2 separate regions of the Rattus norvegicus genome follow, and region 2 is linked to region 1. A link is a contact called in public Hi-C data. All regions are on one chromosome and are shown on one strand. Each heading gives the region's core, a stretch centred on a gene start, on an enhancer-like site or on the middle of the called end of the contact. The rest is flanking DNA. Distances are from core to core; before and after follow the strand shown. Region 1 overlaps Pcca (propionyl-CoA carboxylase subunit alpha). Region 2 overlaps Pcca (propionyl-CoA carboxylase subunit alpha).

The links. A called contact is a pair of places that touch in the nucleus more often than the background predicts.
Region 2: a Hi-C map of liver shows a contact between it and region 1, with 1.9 times the contacts expected there. The contact joins two enhancer-like sites. A contact is called at or near these places in 2 of 12 Hi-C or Micro-C datasets (both in liver).

The regions. Positions count from the first base shown.
Region 1 is chr15:106,066,172-106,071,273 of GRCr8, reverse strand. All of the region lies in intron 4 of Pcca (propionyl-CoA carboxylase subunit alpha), which reads right to left. Among named protein-coding and RNA genes, the nearest start is that of Pcca, 34 kb to the right of the region's middle. Within about 2 kb of position 2,198, at least 1 of the 93 cell types and tissues checked has an H3K27ac peak or open chromatin away from gene starts, as enhancers often do. A contact at or near this core is called in liver, where this site is marked.
Region 2 is chr15:106,104,271-106,109,372 of GRCr8, reverse strand. All of the region lies in intron 6 of Pcca (propionyl-CoA carboxylase subunit alpha), which reads right to left. Among named protein-coding and RNA genes, the nearest start is that of Pcca, 72 kb to the right of the region's middle. Within about 2 kb of position 2,677, at least 4 of the 93 cell types and tissues checked have an H3K27ac peak or open chromatin away from gene starts, as enhancers often do. A contact at or near this core is called in liver, where this site is marked.

The sequences.
Region 1 (5,102 bases), core at 949-3,448:
CACGTGACAAACAAAAACTGATTCCCCCAAATCATCATTTGACACTCCCACCACACATGCAACATACATGTGCAAACACACATGTAGCATACAAACACACCCCAAAAGATAAACATAATAAAATGCTGCCATAGTCACAGGTCAGGAACTGCACATCTTTAGGACTTCCTGAATCTTCCAGGCTTTTGTTCCCTGACAAACATCATTAGGGTGAAACAGAGAGTTACTAGTTCCTGAGGCTTTTAAACACCGCACAAAGGAAGCAACGTAAGTGTAGAGCTATGACCAGATTATAAAACCCTTAGGATATGGACTTGGTCATTAATAAGCGATGAAAAACCAAAGCACGAGTAGTGACCATAATCAACTCCTCTATAGTTGATTATAGTTTCTGATATACAAATATCAGAAACCTGGGAGCTCTGATTCTGAATTTGAAATCGTCCCAAGGCATCCAAGCACAGATGTCAGAAGGACAACTGAGGATGTTGTAACTGGAAGTAGAGTCCTTGCTTTATGTGTGCAAGGCCCCAGGTCTGGTCCTCAGCACAAAAAAGACAGGAGAGACAGAAAAGAAAGGAAGAGATTTGCTTTCTCTCATAAACCCAGCACAATAATTACATCTACCTTTCTCTACCACTAGAACACAAGCACCATGAGAACAGAGAACAGGCTGTTCCAGGTCACTCTTCTTCCACTGATGTTTCCTCACTCACACTGTAAACTGCACTGACTTACAAAACAAACCCTCATGGTGCAGTGGTAACGCACCTTTAATCCCAGCACTAGGAAGGCAGTGGTAGGCAAATGACCCTGGGTTAGAGTTTGAGGCTTGCCTGGTCCACAGAGGGAGTTCCAGCACAATAGGGCTACACAGAGAAACCTTGTCTCAGAAAACCAAAATAGATAGAAAGATAGCTAGATGATAGATAGATAGATAGATAGATAGATAGATAGATAGATAGATAGATGGATGGATGGATGGATGGATGGATGGATGGATGGATGGATGGATGAAGGGCTTTTCACACACTTCGTATTGAAAGCAATGTGCTAGAGAGGACAGAAGGCCACTACTCAAGGGCAACAAAGAACCTGAAATAGCACTGCAGTCTACCAAACGGTAGTCCTTGCAGCTCTGGAAGCAACGGTTCCAGTCTAAAACCAGTGGTCCCATTGCATAAGTCTGTGCGTTTCTAGTACCCTGCAGATATCAAGTAATAACAGGGCATTGAATTTCAGTTGTTAACCCCATTGCATCAATAAATGCCTTAAGGCATTAGTGAAGCATACCTTTGGGTGCAGCTGTGAGCCAAATGTGAGTGACACCACACCATGGACTGAATAAAAAGAGAAGAAGCCATCTGAGAACTGACATGCCTCTTCCTCAGCTTCGTAGTTGGTGCCACAGAACAAGTTACTCCCATTGCCATGCTACCCCCTCTGTGTGAACTACATCTGTCAGAACTGTGAGACAATAAGTAGCTTTGGGCCAGGAATTTGGCCATAGGAATGAGAAAGGAAATCAATACAGCACATAAGCAATAATGCTGGCACAGCTCACTGCCATATACACAGTGCCTTGTAAACTCTAGAACATCAGAGTGAAGCTAAGCTGTGTCTTCTAATATTTGATTACTTTTAACCAATAGGCAGGACTTCCAGTTCTCCTTAAATACAAGCTTAGAGAAAAATAAGGCCATGATTAGGTCTTATTTCACATCACAAGGTAAGATAACATTAGAATACACTCATTCCTTTGAAAGTGTCATTCAAAATCACTGTGTATATATTGCTGGAGATCAAACTCGGGGTGGGTTAGTCACAAAGGGCAAACACTTGACCAGTGAGCCGCAGCCCTAGCCCTAACTTCTGATCTGTGAAGTGATTGTAGAAATCTGCCCTTTGTAATAATGGGAGAGTATGTGCCAAGACCTTCTTAATTTTTGCTAATAAGAATTTTTGCTGCAAAAGCCAAGTTGTTAAATGTTGGTATAGTAAACAGAAGACTAAAGCCTGTACCTGGCTGGGGCTGTTAAGTGAACTTTGCTGTCCAAGTGAGAGAACAGTAACAAGAATAACAACAGTGTCCTTCTTTATAGTAAAAATTTAAGACCAAAAGAGTAAAATGTTGTAAGTCTTGCGTTGGGCTTTGTTTATTTAAAAGTTCTGGCGAGTTCAGGACATGCAGCATTTGGCAGGCATTGATACAGCGTTGGGTTCAAGTTCCATCACACAGAGTAAGAGGAAAAGCAGTTGGAATGTTCCATTAAATGGCCAGTTACATGAACATACAAATAAATCTAATAGTTCATACATGAAGATATTAATACCAAGACTTTTCTTCCGTCCAGATGCAATTTCTGCCCAACTCCTAGATAAAGTCACAGCCCCTCCTCACTGGAATGACTGGCTTACCCTGGACACCAGGGGGTTAAGCCATCAGTCAGTTAAGCAGCTTTGCTGGGTTGTGACAATTTTGCCTGCTGAGCCCACAGCTCCCAAGGGAGGGTGTTGGTTGCAAGTTTGACTCCTGTCACTGCTGACCACTATCACAGACTGCACGGATAACGGACTTCACTAACAGCCACCCACAGACTAGCACTTCAAGCAGCAGCCATAATGTTGCTTTAATTAAGTCAATAAATAAAGGTCACAGTTCCATACAAAGTTTTATTAAATTTGACAGTGTTTATAATTTTTAAAAACTGTGTTCATCTGTACAGTGCCAATATAAATTTGTCTACAGATAAAATACAGTTTGCTTATGGATTTATGCTGCATTTCAATTTATTTTCTAAAGGAATTCAATTTATCAGCTCCTTTTCCCCAAAATATGTACATTTCTAGCATTTCTAATGGATGGCTTCATGGCAGACGGCTCTACGCATGCTGGGCCCAGAATGGGTCTACCTGGCATAAAGAGCCCACCCACGACACAGAGGAGGGTCCACCCTCTCTGATTCTAGAGCATTTGACGGTGGAAAGGTGAATGCTTTGATTCTTCTATAGCACCGTGTATTCAATATTAGTTTCTCTCTGAAATGCTTGAATTATTTCTCATCCTGAAAAATAAAGACACATAAATTGCAGTTTTGAACCCAGATCACTTATGCAGAAGGAAATGAGTCAGAGTACTTATGATAAACATAAGAAAGGGCTAAGCAGACTCTTAAAGGAACATGAAGTCAGAGGTACACTCTGTTAAACGGATGGGAACTATTTAAAATGCAATTCACAGAACCAGCACAATTGACACAATTCTCTATTTTTATATGGACAAAGCAAATCGAGGCTATTTTGTTGAAAATAAGAGAGTGAAGGCTGAATTTAGCTCGAGTACATACTGAATTCGGCAATAATTGTATTTTTTAAATACACAACATGACAGGCACTACGGTAGATAATAATGAATCAGCATGGGAGCCATTTAATACACGTCTTGATTAACTAACGCATTGCCTGTCCAGTTCGCACAGGCATGCTTACATGTCATGATCGTCATAGTTCCCATCATCCCCAGCACTAACACTCCAGCACCTTGATTAGTGCACAGCTCCCAGACGGGCTGTTGCTAATGCTAAATCATTCTCTTCAAGCCTCCTGCCACTGTTCTGCAGGGTCTCCAATTAAATATAATGTCCCTGATGAGCCATATTAATGTGAACAAATTCCTACCAGGGATCCTATCCTATTCCATTTTGCCCCAAAATGCAGAGGAAGTAATTTAGCTAAGCCAAGATAATCAAAACATTTAAAATTGAGAGAGTATAATGTTTCTGCAGAATAAGTTTTTCTAAAGACAAAAATAGCAGAAAAAATGTCTAAACATCTCAAATGCATTCTTTTCCTGATTAGTTCTTCAAGGAAAGGTCTAATGTTTCAAATTTGCATAAGTATATAGAGTATATCTTGCTCTAAAAAGAATAGCTAAGTTTTATAAGAAAAGTGAACAACAGTGAGATTTTAAGCAAATATCCCATTCAAAAACCCTTTGATTTGCTGGGCCCAAAGGCCCTGATGGTAAGTTCCAGCTACTCAGGACAATGAGGATAAAGGATCACTTAAGCCAAGGCACTCAAGGCAACGCAGTGAAACCTCATTGCACCCTCATTGCTCACTGTTAACACCCCTCCCCAAAATAGTTAATAGCATTTTAATTACCTAATCACCAGAGTAAGTCTAATCAATGAGACCTCCAAATGCAGCACAAGAGCAGCTAGCTGCCCAGTGGCCCTGGTGGGCTTTATATGCTCAGGAAATTCTTCACTGAAGCATGACAGCATCTGTTTAATACTGATAAAAATACTCAGAACAATCCTAGGTTCTCAAGGGTGGCCTAACTGTTAGGAAGTGCGACATCCTAAAAGACTAACTGGAAAATATGGATTATGATGACCAGTATCCAAATATACACGTTAGTAGTCAAGGCAACTTAAGAACGTGTTACTAGCCAGGCGTGGCGGTGCACTTGGGAGGCAGAAGCAGGCAGGTTTCTGTGAGTTCGAGGCCAGCCCAGTCTACAAAGCAAGTTCCAGGATAGCCAGGGTGATTATACAGAAAACCCTGTGTAGAGAAAAAAAGACAAACGAACAAAAAGAAAGTATTAACTTAAGAGGCTGGCAAGATGGTCCAGTAAGCAAAGACACTTAATACCAACTCTGGTGTCCAGAGTTTGATTCCTACACCCACAGGGTGGTGGGAGAAGGACTCCTGCAAATTACCCTCTAATCACACACCTGACAGGTGCACACAGCAGGCCTGGAGAAATGGCTCCACTGTTAAAGAGCCAAGAGAGCATTGGCTGCTCTTCCAGGGAACCTAAATTCAATTCCCAGAAACCGCAAGGTAGTCCACAACTGTCTGTGTGACTCCAGTCCTAGGAGATCTAACACCCTCTTATGGCCTCTGTGAACAGCAAGCACACACATGGTGGTCATGTATGGGCATGTTGTAGGCAAAACACTCGCACACAGACAGGTAGGCAGGCAGGCAGGCAGAGAGATAGAGAGATAGAAAGTAAATAAGTAGATAAATGATTTATGACGATATAATAAAGTAAATGTAAAAAGAGATGCTACTTAAACATAACACGTTAAACC
Region 2 (5,102 bases), core at 1,428-3,927, 38 kb before region 1:
AAATATGGTATAATCATGTAGAAAAATCTCTAAAAAATAAATTTCAAATTTTAAAAAATGATGGGAGTCTGCTGGGTGTGCTAGTGTATGCCTCTAATCCCAGCACTTGAGAGGCAGAGTCAGGCAGATCTGTCAGCTCAAGGCCAGACTGGTCTACAGATGAGCTCCAGTATAGCCAACGCTACATAGAGAAACCCTGTCTTAAAATTAAACAGATGGCTGGAGAGAAGGCTCAGTGGTTAAGAGCACTGACTTTAGGAGGTCCTAAGTTCTATTCTCAGCACGCATATGGTGTCTCACAACCACCTTTAATGGGATCTGATTTCCTCTTCTGGTGTGTGTGTGAAGACAGAGTAATCATATACGTTAAATAAATATTAATTAATTAAACATGTGATGGCTCATGCCACATATATGGGGGAGGGTATACTCCTCCCCACTTCAGAAACATCTGCATTTTCTTCTTTTGCAGCATCAGTCTTGTCCCTCAGGCACAATGATGAATGCTGGAGTGAACTGACTTGGCCATATTAGACATCTGGTCACCAGGGCTGCCTTCAAGTCTACCAAAACAGATTGTTGTCATCAATATTGCCTTTGATTTCACTAACCTCAGCTACGAGGTCTAAAGGTTCCAATGCTGTCCCACCCATGGCAAGAGCCATGACAGTCAAGGCTGAGAACAAGAAGCTTGACATCAATGAGAAATCCATCTCCATCTTCCAAAACCAAGACCCAGCCAACATTAAAAAGGGTGATCCCGGTGATGAGCTATGGAATCACAACCATGGAGAAGGCCAGAGCCTGCTTGAAGGGTGGAACCAAGAGTCGTCATTTCTGCCACCAAAGCCCTCATATTTGTGATGGGCAAGAACTGAGAAAAGTAAGACAACTCCCCCCCTCCCCCTGGCCAAGCTCCTGCACAACAACCTCAGTATAGGAGACCATGACTGGCGCTTCTACCTCCACCCAGAAGACTGGTCTCTTTGTGGAACCTATGGCAGGACGCCTATAGGGCTGCAAAGAACACCATGACTCTGCTAGTCCTGCCCAGGCTATAGGCAAGGCTACCCCAGGGCTGACAGGAAGCTCACTAGCATGGTCTTTCAAGTTCCTGCCCCCAAATGTATATCTGAAACAGCACCAAGAGAAACCATACATTGTGAAGACTATGATGTCAGCATCAGAGCGCATCCTGGACTAAGCTGAGGACCACACTGTCTCCTATGACCTATGACAGTGATACCGATTCCTTCACCTTTGAGGCTGGGGCTGGCATTGCCCCCAACAACTACTTTGTCAAGCTCATTTCCTGATATAACAGTGTGACAGGCTACAGCAACACAGTGGTAGACTTCATGCCTACATGGCCTCCAAGGAGGAAGAATCCCTGATGACCTACCCCAGAAAAAAAAAAATCATGAGGGAAAGAGAGAAAGTCTGCACCAATTCAGCCCCCAAATCACTGAGCATCTTCCCTCGGTCTCCATCCTGGGTCACTAGAAGAATAGCAAGCGCTTCGGAACTTCTACTTTCTCACATACCATCCATAAAGTTCATTGCTTTCAACAAATAATGATGTATAAAGCAACGGAGGAATGCACCAGAATCAACTTGTGCCGCACACACACACATACACGTGTGCATTCACCTCTCCCTCTCCCTCCTCCCTCACACGCACACTCGCGCACACACACACACACGCGCACACACACACAGAGACACACACACACAGGCACATGGACACACATACACACTCACTCTCTCTCTCTCACATGCACACACACACACTCACATACACACGTGCATTCACCTCTCCCTCTCCCTCTCCCTCCCCCCTCACACGCACACACGCGCGCACACAGCTTCTAGTCAAAGCAGCCACCCATTGGATGAGTGCTGAACTCTAAGATGAGCTGTTGTACACTGGCTACCCTTGCTGCAAGCAGGGAACAGGCTCCAAGAAGGTACCTGGTGTCCACCATGTGAGAGCAATGAACAGTGGAGAACCCATGGTCCTCTCCCTTCTACGGCCTCCACTTTATTACCATGCTGCAAACTCTATCACACTGTATGCTGAGTGTAAGAGCATGCCATCAAGCTCTGGCCACAGCACTTGGCTTGAGCCTGTGCTTGAGTGTGGTAAATGTGACTTGCAAGGAGATTGGAGATGGAACATGAGACAGTTTCTGTTTCCAAAGGTCACTTCTCGTAATTCTCTGCAGTGCTACTCAGCTTCGGGGGAGACAATCTGGTTTGGTTTGGGATTTTGGGTTTGTTTTTGTTTGTAGTCCTGGATCATCTACAGCAATATAGACCAGGCTGGCCCTCAGAGAGCTGTGTGCAGCCTTCCAGCCTCTGCTTCCTAAACCACCAAACTGTACGATGGCATTTGCTTCCATTTGTTTCTGTTTTTTAACTGAAAAGCAAATGAACGGTTCAATTTTGTACCAGGAAAGAATCTTAAGCATGTTGCTATCTGGAATCCAAAGAGCTGTTGTGCAAGAGGGAGAGGTTCTGACTCTAAGCTCTCCTGAAGTGCCCCCCCACCCTGTTCTGCCTGCTTCAACGTTTGGCCTAACTTTTATTTGCAATGATTATTTGAGAAAGGACACAGTGTTCAGGTTGAAAACCTTTACCAAAGTAGAGTTCAACAAGGCTCTGACTGAATAGTGTCAACCCAGGAGGGAGGTGGAGGCCTGGGCTGCTCCACCACACAGCGTGGCTCTGGTTCCTGCAAGGTGACAAACATGGTGGAGGGACTGAAGATGGGCCCCAAGTAACACCCCCAGCACTGAGGAGAATGAAACTCTACTGCTGCAGCAAAGCTAAGGTTCTATTTTAAAATTCTGAACCACAGGACAAGCCGAGAGTGTTTCAACTTGTTCAGGATGCTCCCTAAGTGTGGGCTCCCCTGAAACCTCGTGATACCTTAACAACTGCATTTCATTTACACCACACTCTACGCTGACCATGTAAGCAAAGGAGGCTGGGCCTTTCTCTGCCAATAGTGGTGAGATCTGGCTTTCATTTAGTCTAATGTATATTCTGTATCAAGTCTACTTGGCATGATGTGCTCAAGGAGAAATATTACTTCCAGATGACAGCTGCACACAGTATTTACTCACGGGGAGAGAAGCATGGCAGCTTCTGCTTTCTCCACCTCAGCCACTGACACAAGGCAGGCTTCCTGGCCCAGTACATGTTAAGAAACCCAGTTAACTACCCTCCACATTCTTTATACGTGGACAGTCAGAGTTAACAAAACATCAGGCGTTGGGGTGAATTTTAACCCCTTTGAAAAGAATTCTGGCTTACATTCGAGCACTTATATATATCCATAATACTGGCAATATTAATATATCCATAAATATTGGCAATTGGGGTGCATCACCTTAGATGAAATTGCTCATTGTATCATATAACTACCTGTCATTTTCAAGATGTTTATTTCATTCTATATAAGTAAGGTGTTTTCAGATCTCCTTGATTCATTTCTTTTTACTGCATCATGAATACAGAAATTATTTTGCTGTTAAATAATAAAATTATATTTTCTAGAAATAGAATATGACTTTAAGCTATTGATCCGAAAGCCCTTTGATTAGCGTAAGAGGATGTGGATGTGGTGCTCCTCACATTAATACAACCAGCTGGTGACAGAGAGACCAGGACACAGGGGACAGGTGAGAGACCTTTTGGTCATCAGTCTGGACATCAGATATCTAGTTTCATTTTAGAGCTTTCAAAGTAGCCTATGCTAGGTAGTCTCTCAGCTGTTTATAGCTTTTTGTTTCCTTTTAAAACATTTCTAAGTTTCTATTAAAATTTGCTTCACATCACATCTCCTCCACACTCCTTTTCTAACACACTGCTGTCTAGAACACTGTAAGTTTTCAATGGCAACTCCGGATGAGAAAGAAGTCGTGTGGTGTGAAGAAGCCACTTCCCGGTGATGGTTGGGTGGCTCTGCCTGCTGCACAATGACTGGAGGAGCACAGTCTAATGACAAAACTCGTTCTGGCTGTGGAGTGGGATGCTAAAATAGGAGATCTTGGCTTGTAATTAACTGCCCTTGACAGCAGCAGGATAACTCTCCACACTGCTGGACTTCACTATCTACCACTTTCTTTACTCTGCTCAGTGACAAAGATGCAGTAAAGCCAGTATAATGCCGACACATGGAAGAATGATCCAGGCTGAGACTATCAGCACATGGGTGACTTCTTTCACGTTTAGAAGAGGGGGTACTAACAAGACCTATGCATGGTGCTTGTTTAGTGAACGTTGTTGAAGCAGGGTCTCTTTGGCCTCAGACCTGCTCTGACTACTGAACCTCCTTTTCCTCCCAAGGTGCAGGGGGTAGAGGGGTATGCCGCCATCACATCACACTTCATAACTAGCACTACCTACAAGGAACTGTTCCGAGGCCAGTCTTGCCCTAAGCATCATTCTTTTTTTTTTTTCAATTATAAATTGTTTAATGAGATTATCAGATTCAATAGTTTCACAGCAAAACCTAACAACCGTTCAAATAATTTTAGAAAGAATAGAAACTTTAATACACATCCTAAGAGGAACAAGGCTAGCATAACCTAAATAACTGTCTTCCAAGTACGCTGTATGAACTGTCTCAGCATTCGGTAGGGAACAACACAGCCAATATGACCCTCCAACCTCAAAGTCTCCACTGTTATTAACCAGCACTTCATTTCTCTCTTCTGCATGCATGCCATGTTTGTTTTATACCACTATTGCAGGATTTGTCACACTTCTTTATCTTTACTTATGGACATATCAGTCTTCTATATAGTATCGAGTCAAACAATGCCTCATCCATATCCGTTTCTCATGAACTTGCCCAGTGCTTACAGAAGACATTCAGCAATCATTGGATAAGTGACTAAAGAGCATCATTCTTCATAGATAGTATTTCATTCATCAGATTCTAATCATATGAGAAGCTTACTCTAGAATCACAGTGGTAACTCACTTTTACTAATGCTTCATTTAAGGAAATCTTTGACATTTCATATTAGGGGTAAAACAGCAGCCCCAATGACCAGCTCCACATAACCAGCAAGAAAGGGACAGTCTAGGGG